2 separate regions of the Sus scrofa genome follow, and region 1 is linked to region 2. The links are chromatin contacts, called in public HiChIP or PLAC-seq maps. All regions are on one chromosome and are shown on one strand. Each heading gives the region's core, a stretch centred on a gene start, on an enhancer-like site or on the middle of the called end of the contact. The rest is flanking DNA. Distances are from core to core; before and after follow the strand shown.

Region 1 (5,136 bases), core at 960-3,459, 66 kb before region 2:
CTACCCTAAGGGAAAGGTCTTTGGGAAGTATAGCTAGAGCCACAATATGAAGAAATCTCTTGGTGCACTGATTTTATTCCAGCAGTCATTGTGGGTCACACAGTATGTTTCCTACTAATCAGTAAGGGAAACTTAAAAGTAAAACCGAACTGCTTTTTAAATTGTTCTTCTGCCCTCATCAGCCCTGCATGAATAAGCAAGCTCACCAGTTCTCTTACTGAGATAGATGGCAGTTTAAGGGGAGGAGAACTGTTTTGGAATCAGAAGACCTGGGTTCAAGTTCTAACTCTGCCATTTAGTAGTTTAAGTTGTTTAAATTTCTTTCTTTTCTTTTCTCTTCTTTCTTTCTGTCGTTTTGTCCTTTTAGGGCCCTACCTGCGACATGTGGCTGTTCCCAGGCTAGAGATCTAATCGGAGCTGCACCTGTGACCTATACCACAGCTCACAGATGCCAGATCCTTAACCTACTGAGCAAGGCCAGGGATCGAGCCCACAACCTCATGGTTCCTAGTAGGACTGTTTCCTCTTCACCACAACGGGAACTCCAAGGTTGTTTAAATTTCTGAACTCCCTTGCAGCTTCGGGGATGATAATTGGCTTGAATGAGATGGGTTAGTATCATTCTGTTTCTACCAAAGTACTCTGTATGTGTGAAATTCCTCTTAGTTATGCATGAGTTAACCTGTTTATGATTGACAGCTGGAAAGAGGGACAATTGAGTTAAAAATAGAGAGGGAATTTTTTTTTTTTACTTTTTTATTTAAAATAATTTCCTCCCCGTGGAAAAGTTGTAAGAATAATATGAAGAACTCCGTATATCCTTCATCTGGATTCTCTAGTTAATATTTTACCACTCATTGGGAGAGAATGTTCGGCTGACAGTTGAGTGTTTACAGCATGCCAAGCCTGTGCTTTTACTTGCCTTATCTCATGCACCACTACCTTAACATATAGGTTCTCTTAACTCCATTGGGTGGAAAGAAAAACTTAGGGAGGTTAGATCAGTTGCCTGAGACCCCACGACAGGGACGTGGCAGAAGTTCGAGGGGTAAGTTTTTCAAACCACCTTCCTTTCCCTTCTAGCCCAGGCCTTGCCACTGACGTGGTGGAACCATCAGCCGTTTACTTTGCATCAGTTCCTCACCTTTCCCTTCTGTTCATGGAACCCAGCGTCGTCCACCCCCTTGACTCATCTCACTGTAGAGACAGGTTACCTTCCGTGAAGTATCCTGAGCTTACGAGCCACAGAAACCAATGTTTGATCTAGTATTGCTGATTCAATGTAATTCGTTTAAGCAAAAGTAAAGACTGAAGATTGTATGGTTAGTGGTCCGAGGCATTGGTGAGATGAGATGCCCGCCTTTCTCCACACCCGACTTCATATGAAATTAGTGAAACTGCCACAATTTGGTTGGTGTTCTGTTTTGCAAGAGTATAAGCCGGAAGAGTTTTTTCCTCCTGGGGAAGGCATCCAGGGTGCTGGACTGTTCCTTGCCCTAACCACTCCCTGGAGATCAGGATTCTTGATCCCTCTTCCTGTCTGGCTACAGAGCATATTGCTTCCAGGAGACCAGGGAAGATGACAGGGTTTGGTCTTTAGATTATTTCCACTCTTGGGAGTTGACATTTTTTTCCCCTGCCTTGTTTTGCTCAGAGGAATATCTTCCCTAAGTTGTGATAGAAATAGATTTTCTAGAACCTTGAACTGAGATTGCAAATTTGGTAGCTCATTGATGTGAGCCAGATGTGGCTGGCAAATGTGTGTTTTTGGCTTGCTTAATGTTTAAATTTTTTTCATTAGTAGCCAACATTTAAAACCCAGAGAATTTAACATAAAAACCCAGCGTTCAGCTTTTCTAAAAGGGGGAAAAAAAAAAGAGAGAGAGAAAGATTTGAACTTTAGTTTAAAAGCTGGAGAAGTACAATTTGATGAGCTAGTTAGCGGTGGGTTTCCTCCCCCTTGGTAACCAAAAGGGAGTTTTAGTTTTGGAGAAGGTAGAGAAACAGCTCATAAGTAAGATTAGGGACTTATCCAAGATCATTATCATCTCTGTCCTGTTCTTGTCAGTGTTTTATTTCCATCATTATGGGGCCACCTCCTAGATGGCAGAGAGTGCCTGGCATCTCCCTTTCTACCCAGCCTAGTTGGGTTCATTGCTTCGCTCCCTGCACGCAGTCACCACTGCCAGCAGAGGGTGCTGTTCACTCGCTGAGCCTGCTGTCATTTTGGCTCAGCTGAGCAACAGCTGTTGGGCATGGGCCCTGGGTCTGTGTGAGAGTTTGGGCATGTTCATTTGGTTCCCATCCCCAGTGCCCACCCCTTAGACCCTGGCCAGGTTATTGTGTCACTAGGGACTCTGTTCAGTAACAGGAAACTGGGGAAAGTTTAATTGTTTTCTCCTTTCTCTTTTTCCCATGCAGCTGAACAAAAGGTTCATCCTCAGTTTTCTCCATGCCCATGGGAAGCTGTTTACCCGGATTGGGTAAGTGTGCAGGATGTTTATTTTATTTTCCTACATTACAAGTCATTTTGGAATTTAATATTGTTAGCAACTAGACTGTGTTTGTAACTGAGGGCACAGGGTGTGAATTCTTAGGGGCCTCCACCTTCTCTCCTCTTCCCTTCCCTCACTCTCCTACTGTGCTCGTGACATTTGGGAACGATTACTCTCCAGCCTGCTGGCTCTTCTTTCTCTACCTTCACGAAAAAACCCCCTTTAACCACAGTCTTCCCCCAACCCCCACCCCAATCCCTCAGGGTTTCTCTTTCCTCTGCCTTCCGGCCCAGCCCCTAGTGAGCTCCTCGAGGAAGTCATGCTTAGTCCCTGGGTGCAGCTGCCAGGGGTCCTCCTTGGGGGAAAATTCTGTCCTCTAATTTTCCCTTAAAGAGAAGAGCAACACACTTTCTTCCTCCAGCGTTTTCTCTTCCTTCTGAACCATATACCCTTTCCTCTTAGGCTCTGTTTCCTACACCATGTTGCTGCTCTCAGTAAATGCCAAGACTTTTCTGTGGTCTCACTATCCACCATGGATTTCCATATAAATCTCAGGGAAGGTGGTGTGGGTGTGGGTGTGTGTGTGAGTGTGAGTGTGAGACCTTGTTACTTGAGCTGTCGAGTCCCTGGAAAGAGATCAAGTTTTGAGTATTCCTTTGGTGGATCAGAGTTTGTCCTCACTGCCTAAAGCCAGCGCCCCTGTGCTGGGAGCCTCGTTAGTCCAGGAGAGGAGTGGGTGACGATGCCCTCAGGTCTTCTGTGCATTTTAATATCTTCTGAGTTGGAGCTTTTATTGTGAGGTACCTTTGAGGTGATTTGTTTTGAATTATAGATCCCCCAGTGGTTGGCACTGTTTCAGTTTCTGTCATAACCGTGTAAGTTTATCTGTAATGCGCTAGAAGGTTTCCTCAGTGGGAGAACTGAAAGGCTTTGTCCTGCTTGAAAAAACGCTGTTTGTGGATGGTGAACTAGAAAGTATGCCTGTTACGTAGTCATTTGTCATCAGCCTGGGCAAGAGTGACCGGGATGACCATAGTCTTGATTTTGAAATGACTTGGGAAACTTGGCATAGTGCCAGTAGATGCATCTCTATTAGCAAAAATAAATGTGGAGTAATTTACCCAGGAAAGTAAACTAGGTGCATCAGTAGCAGTAGCACCCCTCTGGCCTCCCCCTACCCCCAAGTTAGCCCTCCTCTGGCGGGCGTTTTTGCTGAACGCTCTTATCTCCCTAGTCCTTGGCGTGTAGTAGGTGCGCAGAGAATGTTTGTTGTAGCAGTGAGTGAATCACTACAAGAGATGAGTTGACTAGGGGAGACTGGAGAGAAGGATCTAATAGCTTTTAGTAGACCCAGGCCAGTCACACGTGAGTAATGCAAAGCGGCGGTTGCAGGGTGGGTAAGGGAATATCAGTATCACTTCATAAACGAGCACGTAGCAGGAATGCTGTTGTGTTGCACTTAAAATAGGCGCTGTGGTTCCTTATTTGTCCTTTTTTCTTAATTCTCATTTTAAAAATCCTTCTTTTCGGAGTTCCTGTTGTGGTGCAGTGGTTAACGAATCTGACTAGGAACCACGAGGTTGCGGGTTCGATCCCTGCTCTTGCTCAGTGGGTTAACGATCCGGGGTTGCCGTGAGCTGTGGTGTAGGTGGCAGACGCGGCTCAGATCCCACGTTGCTGTGGCTCTGACGTAGGCTGGCAGCTACAGCTCCGATTCGACCCCTAGCCTGGGAACCTCCATATGCCGCAGGAGCGGCCCAAGAAATGGCAAAAAGACAAAAATAAATAAATAAATTAATTAAAAATCTTTCTTTTCCTTACTATCTTTCTAGTAAGTATTTTCTATCTTTTTTTCCTTTTTTTTGGCATATATGTTTGTTCTTTAATTTTTTTTTTTTTTTTTTTTTTTTTTTTTTTTTTTTTTTTTTTTGGTCTTTTTGCCATTTCTTGGGCCGCTCCTGCGGCATATGGAGGTTCCCAGGCTAGGGGTCAAATCGGAGCTGTAGCTGCCAGCCTACGCCAGAGCCACATCAACTTGGGATCTGAGCTGCATCTGCATCCTACACCACAGCTCACGGCAACACCAGATCCTTAACCCACTGAGCAAGGGCAGGGATCAAACCCGCAACCTCATGGTTCCTAGTCAGATTCGTTAACCACTGAGCCACGACGGGAACTCCTGTTCTTTAAATTTTTATATACCATGTTTACTCAACCTCTGTATTGTTGATATTTTGACCCTGATAATTCTCTGTTGTAGGGGACTCTCCCATGGAGGATGTTTCATAGCAACCCAGGCTTCTACCCACCACATGCCAGTAGCGTCCCTTCCCCTTGGCCCAGTTATGACAATTCAAGCTGTCTCCAGACATTTCCAGACATAGCCTGTGGGGCAGAATTGTTCCTGGTTGAGAACCACTGCCCTAGCTCTGTTTGAGACTTTGGGGACTAAAAAAGTTATAAATCGTGGTCCGGAATGTAGGAATATTTTTTATATATATATATATATATATATATTTAAATCAGTTTAAGCATTAGTTAGTTCCTTATTCCCCCCCCTTTAAAATTCTCGTGTTTAAATAAATATATTTTGGAGGAAGTTTGAAGAGAAAAAACACAATGATTAAAAAGCTAGAAAATT
Region 2 (5,138 bases), core at 2,562-5,061:
CTCACCTCGTTCTTCAGAGTACTTCTTCCTTTTGGTGTTAGTTTCCTGATACTCCCCTTTTCCCACTCCCTTGAGGAGTCACCGTATGGCCTCTGGGTGCCTAGTCAGTTGTGTTTGTGTCCGTATGGTGCTTAGCGAGGGAGGAGATAGCTGATGGTGAGGTGTGAAGTCCCACTGAGACACCAGAAGAGAGTAGCCACTCAGGACAAAACCAGTCTGAAGGGATCAGAGCAGAAATGAGCTTTCATCGGGGCACTTCCTGCAGGAATACACTGCGGGAAGGTGTATTCCTTCAGTTCTGCTCAGTCTAGCTGGGCCTTTGGGCCACTTCACCTTTCTGAGTTGGGAACTTGGGGACACTTCCTATGTCTTTTGGCATCAAGCTGGTGTCTTACAAATCAAAACTAGGGCAGGAGCTCTCATCCACTTCATTTTTGCAGTGAGTCTTAAGGTTTTGGCACAAGGTGGGTGGTAATGGGCAAGAGGCAGATGTGGGCAGGGGTCCCTAGTGGTGGCCAGCAGTCTCTGGGAGGAGTCAGTTTTGGTTTATCTGAGCCTTAGGGGACAGGGGAGCATGGTAATGAGAACCACATGGTACCACATATTTCTTCGTCTTGGATCCAAGATGGTAGGGGTGGGAGGATGAGAGAGGGATGTGGGGCCTCCCACTGTGGCAGCCGTGGGTAATTTTCTGCCGCCTCTCCCTTGCTGAAGATGCTGCTGCCCACCCTCCCCACCCCCGGCTATGTCCTGAAGCAGCCTTGACCTGCACGGCACCAACCAAGGCCCCCAAGCCAAGAATTCAGCTGGGAGACTTTTCACCTTCTTCCTTCTCACTGTCGTCTTTCCTGTTTATTTTCCAAATTGCTGCTCTGCAGCCGAGCAGTGCCTCTTGGCCAGAGCTCACCAGCACTGTGGGATCAGACTCAGGCAGTGGGCTCAAGTGGCCAGCAGGGCACTGGGGGAGGAAGCGGGGAGCTGGAAGAGCCTCCCTGTGCGTCTCCCATGGGCAGCGCTAACCTCGGAGGCGGCCCTGAGCAGCCCTATCACATCCGGTGCTTGTCTCTGCAGCCGGGACCGGAGGATAAACTATCAGAGCTGTGGGGCAGTGCATCATTCCTCTTATTATTTTCTTCTCTGCAGATGGGGTCGTGGAAAGTTCAGTTCCTTTTAACCCTCGAAGTTCTGTTTATTCTACAGCTGGTAGCCTGAATGCCGCGTTTCCCATTACATCACAAAGGGGCTCAGGCAGATCTCTGCACTGAAACGTGTTGCAACTGTTTATTTTTTTCCATATTTAAACATTTCTGACAGCCAAACTCAGCCGAGCCAAAAGATGGAGCTTTGTGAATGAGTCTGGTTGTCGGTGTCTGTGCAGAGAGAGGCTTTAGAAAGCTCTCGTCCCTCCGGTGATTCTTCCCAAACATGTTCCTTTTCCTGGGCAAAGCCTGCGAGGCGAGCTCCTTGTGCAGTACACGTGTGTTGATTATGTGCCGTTGTGTGATTAATGGAGCTGTGTTCCGCCCAGTTCCCAGGACACTCTTGAAAACAAGATGTTTCATTTCATTGCCTTTTCCTAGTGCAGTTATTACAGTAAATAAACCAGTGCAGGCTCCTTCCACCTGGAGCCAGTCGGGGAGTCCCCACACCTCTACTCCACGTTCTCCCCCGGCATCACCTTCTGTGCCATGTCCCTTGAATGTCCTCTTTTCTGCTGTCTCCCAAAGGCTCCCGGTCTCCAGGAGAAACGAATTGCTCAGGTCCGAGGCCCCTCCCTGGCAGATTTGGCTCATGCGCAGTAACTCCTCTGGGAAGATTCCAGGATGTAGCTCGCTCTTACAGCTCACTTTGCTTCTTGCCGCTCCATCTCTTGCGCCTAATTGTAAAGTTTTTCTTTGTTATTTTATGCAGTTCCCTCCTTTTAGAGTGCAACTTAGCATCCATAGAGCATTGCTTGTTTCAGACTCGCTGGTTAGGTAGTCTTCTGGAAAAGAAAGCCAAGTCTTGTACAGCCTGGGGCCTATAGACTTGGCAGGCCCTGGATCTGACCACAGTTTGGCTACTTGAGCTATGTCCTCTGCAGACAAAAAAGAAAGCTCTAAGGATCCTTATTAGCACCCACCAAAGCAGGGATCTGAACCACAGTTGTTTTTTGTTTTTTTGTTTTTTTTGGACAAATGGTGGTAACAAATGATTCTGCCTGGAGTTTGAAGTGGGGAGATCCAGACCTTGCATTTTCAAGATTTCTGCTCAGGTTCAACCAGGACCTGGTGATAATGCAGTTAGGGATGACCAGCCATCCCAGTTTGCCCAGGACTGAGAGGTTTCTTGTGACATGGGGCTTTCAGTGCTAAAACTGGGACAGTCCCTATATCTGACCTTCCAGAAGTGCGTGACAGAAGCGGGAGTGGGATGAGGATGACCAAGGTGGCCCTGGTACTGGTTCATCTGCTGAAATGCCCGGGAAGCTTCACCCTCCTGGGAGGATCTTGGCAGGCCAGATATGAGGTGTTTGTCGGGTGTGTGTTTGTTTTCCTACTTGTATATAGGAGGAGATCCCCCCCCCCCTTTAGGGCCACACCTGCAGCATATGGAAGTTCCCAGGCTAGGGGTCGAATTGGAGCTGCAGCTGCCGGCCTACACCACAGCCATAGCAACGCCAGATCTGAGCCATGGTCTGTGACCTACACCACAGCTCACAGCAATGCCAGATCCTTAACCCACTGAGCGAAGCCAGGGATCGAACCCACGTCTCCGTGGATACTAGTCAGGTTCATTACTGCTGAGCCACAAGGGGAACTCCTAGGAGGAGAGTTCTAAACATTGTAGGGGACTAGGGTCGGGGGGCGGGGGGTAATAGCCATATGAGTCTGTGGGATGTGACCAGCCCCTCTGACCATGAGGAAGGCAGGGAGATTGGCACTGTGTTGCTGTCTGTGTGGCATATACTTGGCTGGACAGGAGTTGGGGAGTTCTGGGAGCCGCCCCAGGCACTGGTTGTCTTGACTGTTTGAGTAAGTGTCTCAGGCACACTGTCTGGAAAGGTGACAGGACCTGCATTAGGCAACTGATTCTCTAAATTCTTTTTCCTTTCTGGTTAGGATTAAAAACTCCCCTAATCAATTTCAACTTCGCATAGATGGACACACACCCACCAGATTACTGCCATGAGTGCACAATTTTGTATCCTAGCTTTCTGGGTTAGATTTCCTGGCAGATGCCAGCCATAGACAACATTTGCCACAAGTACCTCCCTGCCACAAGTGCTTAGAATACTGTAACTGGTCCCTCTTTAGAGCTGCTCTTTTCTTACCTTATGTCTCACAGGGTTGCTGTGGATGTGTGGTCAATGCTGGCTGATTTCTGTAACATACTGACTGCAGTGAATCAGTCTGAGGTGCCACTGTACAAGGACCCGGACGATGACCTCACCCTCCTTATCCTGGAAGAGGATCGGCTTCTCTCGGGCTTTGTCCCCTTGCTGGCTGCCCCTCAGGACCCCTGCTACGTGGAGAAAACCTCGGATAAGGTCAGGCCCAGGCCAAACATCCCTCCCCATTCACCCCTCCTCTTTATTCTCCAGACTTTTTTATTCTTGGGAAGTTTTCTGTGCAAACGGAACATGATTAAGTCATTGAGAAGGGTGTTAAGGGAAAATATCGACCTTTTAGCCGCTGACATCCAGCTCTGTGTCCTGAAAAAAAAAAAAAAAAAAAGCCCTCTCAACTTCCTTTGGTGTGTGTGTGCGCTCGCTGGCATGTTGTATATACGATCATTTCCTCACTTGTTTAAATAGTGCAGCTTGTGTTGGCAGTGCTCTCACTCAGCTCCAAATGGTTTGCATCATGCTTAAAGCACCCTCCTTCCTCCCCCCTCTCCGCCTTCCCCCCAGCCACAAAACTCCGCACTAGGAAAACAGCCAGGGCTTTTTCCCTTCTCTGAGGAGGAGAGTGATAAATAGGTGACTAGAGAGAAGCAGACACCATGTGTTAACTTACAAAAAAAGCTTTTAGGAATATGAAGCATTCCCCGCTGCCTGGTTTCTATTTTTCTTCCTCCGAGGACTGTGTTTTAACCTGAACTTTTTCCTTGTCTGTCTGTTTATAGAAAACAAAGCCCATTGCCTGTTGCCCTGGTGGGGACTGTGAAACTCTGAGTCTCTGCCTAACAGTTGGGTCTGTGGCCAGGTGTGGAGCGTAGGGCAGTCCCTTCTGCTTCACATTCCTGTGTGGTGGTTGCTGGGCTGGGGAAGCTGCACCCACAGACCCCCGGGAGCAGGTCCCTTGTGCCGAGCAGAAGTCGGCGACTGACCTCTCTGCAAAGTTGTTGGCGTCACATCCCCTAGAGGGGAGCCTTCCAAGGAGAGTCCACAGGTTGCTTCCACAAGGAAGTGTTTTGAGCCATATGAAATGTAGAGAGAGAGATGGGGTAGATTTTTTATAAGTCAGTTAAAACCAAATTCCAAACATAAACTGCAAATATGAGAGATTTTATATTGAATATGAAATTTTTTTGGCTTTTTCTTAGTGAGAAAAGAATATATATATATGTTCACTGGAGAGAAGTAAAAAGAAGAAAAGTATCCATGGTCCCTCTACCCAGTGGTACCACAACTGCTGTTTTTGCTAATTTTTAACTAATAGTATATACACACAGCACTTTTTTTTGTTAACACAACTGGGGGTCATATTATACATGCTATTTATAATCAGCTTTTTCATTTAATATCTTTTAATGTTTTCTTACATGGAATCATTTTCGGTGATCACTTGGTATTCTCTGCTATACTAAGCTTTCTTTAGCCAGTCTTTGCTTTATTGAACCACGCGCCCACAGCATGTGGAAGTTCCCAGGCCAGGGATCGAGCCCGCACCACAGCAGTAATTAGAGCTACAACAGTGACAACACCAGATCCTTAACCACTGAGCCACCAGGGTACTCCTGCCTGAGTTTTTGAACTTATATAAACAGAGAAGTGACTTCTTATAGCAGAATTTTTATATATATATTCCCTTTGGTTAAATCTCTGTAGTTAGGTAAAATGTTCTAGACATTGACATATCAAAAACCCATACTCTTTGGACACATTTAATGGCTCATCTTGGGAATGTGAAAACCTCTCTCTCTCAAGAGGAATA

Evidence for each region. HiChIP or PLAC-seq counts read pairs in DNA pulled down with a chosen protein or histone mark.
Region 1: a contact with region 2 is called in an H3K27ac HiChIP or PLAC-seq map of skeletal muscle, with 4 times the contacts expected there. The contact joins two enhancer-like sites. A contact is called at or near these places in 14 of 47 Hi-C or Micro-C datasets (embryonic fibroblasts, epiblast stem cells, fetal heart ventricle and 8 more) and 1 of 2 datasets of contacts at active chromatin or transcription factors (skeletal muscle).

What each region holds. Positions count from the first base shown.
Region 1 is chr12:48,332,929-48,338,064 of Sscrofa11.1, reverse strand. SMG6 (telomerase-binding protein EST1A) reads left to right here. Exons shown (of 19, transcript XM_021067586.1): 9 at 2,422-2,483. Among named protein-coding and RNA genes, the nearest start is that of SRR, 51 kb to the left of the region's middle. Within about 2 kb of position 2,209, at least 24 of the 83 cell types and tissues checked have an H3K27ac peak or open chromatin away from gene starts, as enhancers often do. A contact at or near this core is called in fetal skeletal muscle, retroperitoneal adipose tissue and skeletal muscle, where this site is marked.
Region 2 is chr12:48,268,559-48,273,696 of Sscrofa11.1, reverse strand. It overlaps SMG6 (telomerase-binding protein EST1A), which reads left to right. Exons shown (of 19, transcript XM_021067586.1): 13 at 3,328-3,529. Among named protein-coding and RNA genes, the nearest start is that of HIC1, 100 kb to the right of the region's middle. Within about 2 kb of position 3,811, at least 33 of the 83 cell types and tissues checked have an H3K27ac peak or open chromatin away from gene starts, as enhancers often do. A contact at or near this core is called in fetal skeletal muscle, retroperitoneal adipose tissue and skeletal muscle, where this site is marked.